Linked DNA regions of Mus musculus: region 1 is linked to region 2. The links are chromatin contacts, called in public HiChIP or PLAC-seq maps. All regions are on one chromosome and are shown on one strand. Each heading gives the region's core, a stretch centred on a gene start, on an enhancer-like site or on the middle of the called end of the contact. The rest is flanking DNA. Distances are from core to core; before and after follow the strand shown.

Region 1 (3,694 bases), core at 716-3,215, 110 kb after region 2:
AGTGCCTGAACAACTGTGGCAGCATCATTGAAAATAGCCCGACGGTGGAAACAACAGAAGTCTCTGTCAACTGGCCAATGGATGCACAGCCATGCAGGGGAAGGCAGGGCGATCTAATGTCATGTGGATGAGCATCCAAGTCAGAAGGGACTAAATACTGCACACACACAGATTGCCCAGCCAGGGATGGTGAGGGAGATCAGAGGGTAAACGTGACACCAAACCTGACCTCCTGAGTTCAGTTTCCCATCATTCACATAGCAGAAGGCGAGAACTAGCTCTCAAAAGTTGGTGGCACACACCTTTAATCCCAGCACTCGGGAGGCAGAGGCAGGCGGATTTCTGAGTTCGAGGCCAGCCTGGTCTACAGAGTGAGTTCCAAGACAGCCAGGACTACCCAGAGAAACCCTGTCTTGAGAAAGAAAAAAAAAAAGTTGTCCTCTCATCTCCACATTTGTGTCATAGCATGCACAATGTACACATGTATTCCACACACACACATATTAAACAAACAGACACATTTTTTTCTTTTACAGGCTCCGAAATGCCTAGCTATATCCATGGGGTCAAAGCAACTAGTTCCTGAGGGGGAAGTGCCCGTTGTACAGGACCAGCCCTATCCTGGGATGAGAAGTGTTTTGAATTTGATAGCCAAGGTTGTATAATTCAGTGAGTCTATGGGAAACCTCTGAATTGTCCTTGTAAAGAGGGAACGATTACAGCAGACAAAGCCCATCTGTCAATAAAGGAGGCAGGTGAGACAGGCTTTCATGTAGCCCAGGCTGGCCTTGAACTTATTGTATAGTTGAGGGTGACTTTGAACTCCTGATTCTCCTGACCCCATCTCCCAAGTGCTGGGGTTACAGGTATATGTTGTCATGTCTGGTTCAACAAAGCTGTTTCAGAGAGAGAGGGACAGAGAGAGACAGAAAGACAGAGGAAGAGTCTCACACACACACACACACACACACAGGTGGGGGAGAACAGACGTGGCTGAGAAAGCAGCTTCAGGAGAATGTTAGAGCCAGATGGGCTAGTGTGGCAGAGGCCACATCACCCAGAGTTCTGGTCCCACTCTCTACAGATCTGTTTCCTTGACCAAAACAGGGTGTCCCCCCCCCACAACTCCACCACTACCACCACCACCACCACCACCACACACATTATTTTCACCATGCCTCCCCTAACACATGCTCCTACCTCTAGGTAGGGCCCTGGATTATCTAGGGCAGTTTTAAACAGAACTAAAGAGGACAATAGCACCATTCTGTCCCCTTTAAAAGACCTGTTGGGGGCTTGAGGACCAGGATACTCTGAGCAGAAACCACCGGATGAGGATGGCTGTCATAGGGAGAAGTAACCCCCAAGAGGGCTGAGTGTGGTTCCCTGGGGTCTGCCAGCACCCTCTCCCCTGGGGCCATCCCTCGTGATGAGAGGCTATGAGGGAGGAAGGTGGCTTTACCTGATCTGAGCCAGAGGCCGAGGCTGAGACCCTTTGCATTCCCTAAGCTTCTGGCTTCCACCACAACAGGCTGAGAAAAGCCTCTAGATACTTAGTCAAATCCTTCATTTCCAAATGGGGAAACTGAGGTCCAGTGAGGCCAGGCATTTCTAAAAGTCCACAGCAAGCCAGTGATAAGAGTCAGCGCTGGTCATGGACTGTCTAAGCTATGGAAGTGTCAAAACAAATATGAGGGGCAAATGGTCCATCCTGCCCCGATGTCATCCACAACGGACACTGAGGGGCCTCAGCAAGCCAGGGAGGTGCAGAGCTGGGCTTCCATCCCAGGCCACCAAGGAAGCACAGGGAGCCTAAAGATCAACCATGTCTCCCAATCCTCTTGAAACCACCCCGATCCACCCCCACCCCTGCTTGACCAGTCCCATGTCCCATGTCCCATTACCTGGAGTCCCTGGGCTCATGTGAGCTGCAAGGTGAGCTGTGTGTTGACTGTGAATGTGGCCGGGCTGGGGAAGGAGAGGCCATGGCACCGTGACAGCAGAGGGCGGGGCAACCATGACGTTGCCCCTGGGCCCCCGCTGGCTCACCCTGGTGCTGTGGCATTGGCATTCCTTCCTGTGGTGCTATCAGCCCCCAGGCCTTCCTGTCTGACTTGCCTCTTCCCCCAGCATCCTAAGAGGGGCTGATGGTGGCAAACACACCCCCACAGACCCCAGGATCACACTAAAACCTGAAGCCCCGAGTGGCAACCATGGTGGACCTCCCCAGGTCGTGACAAACTCCAGGAAGGGAGGAGTTGAGGGTTTGTCTTGGGTTCCTCCTCCTTGCCCAGGCGGCTGATTCAGGTTCCAGCCATGTGTCCCGACCTGCCCTGCAAGTTAGAAGATGCTGTCATGTTCCCTGCTTCTGGATACCAAGGCTGGAGTGGTGTATGGAGAGGACGAGGGAGTTCAGGGACCATGGAGAGGGGCTGAAAGCCATACAGTGCTTCCCCTTGGGGAGGGAACTGGGTGGAAGCAAGGAGGCAGGTCAGGAGAGCAGCCGCCTGGCTAGGATGGGTAGGAACTCAGTCCTCAAGAGGCAGGAAACCAAGGGTTACCTCACCCAGCTGCCACCTCTGCGTTGTGCTCACTCATCAGTCACCCTGAGCAACAGGACAGGAAATGTTTGCTGCCACTGTCCAGGGGAGTACCGACCAGCAGGGATAAAAGGCAGGGCCATGAGCTTCCTGGAAAAGAAGGCCCCGCTCATCCTAGTCTCAGGCCCGACCCATGACTATTTGCTCAAGCTCAGCATGTGCTCAACCTGTGAAGCAAGTCCTACAGGCCTGCCTCTGTTGTCCCCCAAGCCCCACCCCTGCCCCCAATCCACTTCCACAGTCACCATGTGGTTCTTACACCACCACTTCTCTTCCCCGGCTTCTGCCCTGCCCCTCCCCCATTGCTGTCCAACTGGGCAGCCAATTTAGCTCCGTACCCACTATGAATAACTGTCAGTTCTCAGGGCACAGCCCATTCTCGAAGTCCATCTGCCCCATGCCTCTTGTTCCGACCTTAACTCTATGACAGCCTCTCTCCCTCAGCCAGTGCTATCCCAGATAGGCACCTACCTCAGGACCTTTGCACTGGCTGTTCTATTCAGAACTCTTTCCCTTAGAAAGCCTTCTTTCTTCACTCTTTAGGTCTCTATTCAAATGTTACCTTCCCAAAGGGCCTGCTGTGATCAGCCTGCTAGGACGCTAGCTCCTCCTCAGCCTACCTCAGCCTACCTCAGCCTGCCTCAGCCTGCCTCAGCCTGCCTCAGCCTGCCTCAGCCTGCCTCAGCCTGTTTCAGCCTGCCTCTGCCTGCCTCAGCCTGCCTCTGCCTGCCTCAGCCTGCCTCTGCCTGCCTCAGCCTGCCTCAGTCTGCCCTGCTGTTCCACACTCCACACGTTATTTTCTGGTGCAAATTTCCTCATTAAGCACGTGCTCTAGGATCTGGGACAGGGACCAATGTGTAGAAGGCATTCAGTCAATTTTGCTGCATGAGAAAGCGATCAGAAAGGTTAGCCTGATGTGTGCGTGTCTGGTGGTGGGGAGGGTGGAGGGCACACTCCAGACATCACTCCATATGGTATGAGAACAAACAAACAAACAAACAAACAACCTTATTTATTCTCATAATGTACTCACTTCAGATGAGCAAGAGACAAAATCACCTGGAAACCCCTTAGAAACTGCTAAACCCCCGGGG
Region 2 (3,890 bases), core at 990-3,489:
CCAGAGACCAAAGCACATGGATGGGGACCTGAACTCTATCAGATTAAGAATGCATCACACTTATTTTATAATGACAAGAAAACAAGACTTCAGAAGTTTTCGCCAAAGGATCAGGAATCAGAATGGCTTCAAGTCTCAACATTGGAAGAAATGTCAGTACAATATGAAAGAAAACTCTAAGGAAGGGTAAAAGAGAGAGCTTTTTAACATTCATGATTCATGAGCTTGGCTGTCCATGTCGCTTTCTGAAGGGCCTCATTATTCACATAAGTCAAGAGAGAAAAGAACTTAAGACACAGGAAGCAATGGGACACTGAATATAGGAAAGAAGCAAAGGAAATTGCCAGCAGGCCAGAAGAGGCATACATGTGCCAGACATAGGAACCCCTAATGACCTGAGTCTAGAAACATCAAACTCCCACTAGCAATGTTTACATACACAAATGTTTTTCTTTTCTTTTCTTCTAAGGAAAAGAAGAAACAGCAGATAACCCACAATTAAGTTCCCATGCACCTATGGTCCTGCTGACAGGACACAGCACAGCACAGCTCACCTCAAAGGAATGAGAGAGAATTTATTCTAAGCCAAAAATGAGTGGCAGCAGCCTAGGAACGAGGACTTATGTGGCCTCAAATGACAAGCCTCATCATAGAAGTGGCTACAAGGGAAAGAAGTCATATGTCAACGTACTAACTGAGTTCACCAGCAGGAACAGAGCAAGAGGATGCAAGGGGAGCGGGGCGTTCTACTCCAGGCTCCAGATCCACCCAAGCCACAGTGAGACTGGGGATGGGTGGAACCTAAAGGTCTGTTCAGAGGACAGTTCAGAGGTTTTGCTTGATATCCAAGTGTTTGACCAAATAGATGCTTGGACAATGAATGACTATTAAGAGGACTAAAGGTAGCCCAAGATAATTCACTCAGAACATTCTAACTCTCCACAATTAAAGAAGTTCTAATTCAGTCTTCTAGAAACCTTCTACACAGATATGCTTTTTGTTTTACTTTTGTTTTCTGGGAACTTAGCCCCGTAAGCTTATTATCTTCCCCATGGAGGAAGCAGTAAGGCTTGTGCTGGGTTCTGAGAACTTCCTGGTGGCTGAACATGACTGACATAATCCAACAGGGCAGCACTTCACAAAACACAGGACACATCCCTCCTGGATGACTTTAAGGAATATGGGGCAAGGCACTGACTACAACCAATGACCCTAACAGGGGTTTGAGGGGGAGAAAGCCTCAGCTGGTGCTAGAAGGGCTTTGTTTGCATTTCTCTAATACTTCCTAATTTCTATCTAGCTCAAAGCCCTGGAGAAACCAGATAGTTAACTAAAGTAACACTGCTGACTTCCTTTTACCAAAATAGTATAGAAAGTATAATATTATATGCAACTCTCCTAGGAGCTCTGCTTAATCTCCACATTCTTACAAGTTCTTATATAACACTGCTGTTCCTTGATTTGAGGTAAAATAATAAATATAAATAGTGAACCAGAGCCAACGAAGTGGCTCTCTTGGGTAAAAGCACTTGTCATTCAAGCCTGAGTTCAATATCCAGAAGCCATAGTGCAAAGTGACACATGACTCTTATTAAGTTGTCCTCTGTTCTCCACATTTGAACCATAGCAAGCACATATGCAGTCACATGCCATAAACACACAATAATCATAAATAAATAAAAATGTAAAAGGTAGGGAGGGCCAGAGAGATGCTGGGCGTGTAGACGGCTTGACATCAACCCTGTCCTGAGTTTGATCACCTCTACTCACACGGTGGACGATAAGAACCAGCATCAAGCTGCCCTCTGATCTCCACATGTGCCCCATGGCACAAACACACACTCACACTCATGCATGCACAAAATGAAGGAATACATGTTGGGTGCAATGCAGTACATTTTAAGTACAGCAGCTCACTGCTCTTCTGTTAGGTGAGAAAGGCAAAGGCCTTTAGTGGAACACTATGCTAGCAGAAAAGATGTCCTTTACATAATATGACCTTGTACTTAACAGTTCCTAGAGCCCAGGGAGGCTAAAAGATGGCACTGGAGCCCCTGGAACTGGAGTTACTGATAATTGAGTTGTGAGCTGCCACAAGAGGACTGGGACCACACCCCAGTCCTTTGCAAGACCAGCCAGTACACTTAACCTCTCAACCTCTGAGCCAGAACTCCAGCCCCACCCCAGGCTTTTAAACAAACCTAATCACCATAAAATTCTAGACCTGACCTAAAGTCTGTCAGTTCACTTCCACTCTCCTGTACCTCCAGCAGTCTCTTGCTAAACAAAGCCTGTCCTCTGTCATCTCTCCTGCCTCAAAGCAAACATCAAGGGTCATTTCAAAAGCTGCGTGGCTTCCCCTGCCCACCCTGTTTTCCTAGACAGGGGACCTCATTGTAGCCCAGCCTAGCCTCTCTAGCCTCCACCTCCTAAGTTCAGGGATCACACAAGTGTACCAGCACAGCTGACTGTTCACAAGCAGTCTACAGAGTTCTCTTTCAGCAAAGTGAGATGCACAACCTACACTTCCCTTTAAAGGAACACTTATGTTCATTTAACAGCCATCTCCCTCACACTCTAGCCCCAACCTTGAAAAATTACAGCAGAATCAAAGCTGGAACTTGATCTTAAATGGAGACACTGGGCATGGGGTTCTTAAAACTGAAAACAGAAAAAAAAATTTTTTAATTAAATTAAATTAAAAAAACTGAAAACAGACAAACTCATGAGCATGTTGGGCCATGCGTATCAATACACAGGTCACTGTTAAAGGGGCAATAATCTCCACATTCATCTAGGGGTTTCAATCAATCCCTATTTATGGTTTCAATCCTGTGATAAAATATCATGACCAAAAAAAACTTGGGGAGAAAAGGGTTTATTTCATTTTACAGCTGTATTCCATCATCCAGAGAAGTCAAGGTAGGAACTTGAGACAGAAACCTGAGGCAGGAACAAAAAAAGCTGAGGCCATAAAAAGAGTGCTATTTGCTGGCTTGCTCCTCCTGGCTTGCTTTCTTATACTCCCAGGACCACCCACAGTGGACTGGGCTCCCCCATAATCAGTTACTGATTAAGAAAATGACCCACAGGTAGACCAATGTTATGGAAGCATTTTTCAACTGTGGCCCCCTCTTCTCAAATTATTCTAGCTTGTGTCAAGGTGACAAAAAATTTTTTTAATTTTTTTTAAAAATCAAACATTTTTGTAGAAGATGACAAGCTGATCCTAAAACTCATATGGAAACACAAATGACACAGAGAAGCCAAAACAGTCTCAACTTTTGGTTCGGGTTTTTTGTCATTGTTGTTTTGACTCAGGATCTAGACTATAGACTAGACTGGAATTTTTAGATTAACACAAGCTAACCTTGAACCACCTGTAACTCCAGAGGAACCCAGAATCCTCTTCTGGCCTGAGAGCATTTGTATTCATGTGGTACACAGAAACACACACACATACTCATAGAATAATAAATCTTTAAAAGTGGTTAACTTTTAAAAAGTTATTTTATTTATCTTTAATTTATATGTGTATATATATATATATCCTTATTATATATATAATTAAAGATAAATATCACATATGTGATATATATAAATATATATATGGGTGATATAGATATAGATATATGTATTGGTGTTTTGTCTGAATGTATGTCTGTGCATCATGTACATGCCTGGTGCCTATAGAGGCCAGAAGAGGACATCAAATCTCCTGGAACTGGAGTTACAGGTGGCTATATGTCAGCCAGTGTGAGTACTGGGAACCAAACCCAGGTCCTCTAGAAGAGCAGCCAACGTTCTTAATTGCTGAGCCCTCTCTACAGCCATAACCTCTTTTTTTAAGACAAGGTCTCGCTATGTAACCCTGGCTGGCCTGTAACTTG

The links. HiChIP or PLAC-seq counts read pairs in DNA pulled down with a chosen protein or histone mark.
Region 1: a contact with region 2 is called in an H3K27ac HiChIP or PLAC-seq map of embryonic stem cells, with 13 read pairs. The contact joins the promoter of Tmem40 here to the enhancer-like site in region 2. A contact is called at or near these places in 4 of 39 promoter capture datasets (HPC-7-derived erythroid cells, embryonic stem cells, macrophages and 1 more), 1 of 15 datasets of contacts at CTCF or cohesin (CD8 T cells), 3 of 484 Hi-C or Micro-C datasets (bone marrow-derived macrophages, embryonic stem cells and stem cell-derived neural progenitor cells), 8 of 115 datasets of contacts at active chromatin or transcription factors (the HPC-7 cell line, bone marrow-derived macrophages, embryonic stem cells and 3 more) and 2 of 9 other capture datasets (adipose tissue and pancreatic islet).

Annotation. Positions count from the first base shown.
Region 1 is chr6:115,757,034-115,760,727 of GRCm38.p6, forward strand. It overlaps Tmem40 (transmembrane protein 40), which reads right to left and starts at 1,966. Exons shown (of 12, transcript NM_144805.2): 1 at 1,905-1,966.
Region 2 is chr6:115,648,927-115,652,816 of GRCm38.p6, forward strand. The region is part of intron 1 of Raf1 (v-raf-leukemia viral oncogene 1); the gene reads right to left. Among named protein-coding and RNA genes, the nearest start is that of D830050J10Rik, 25 kb to the right of the region's middle. Within about 2 kb of position 2,240, at least 92 of the 459 cell types and tissues checked have an H3K27ac peak or open chromatin away from gene starts, as enhancers often do. A contact at or near this core is called in the HPC-7 cell line, adipose tissue, bone marrow-derived macrophages and 4 more, where this site is marked.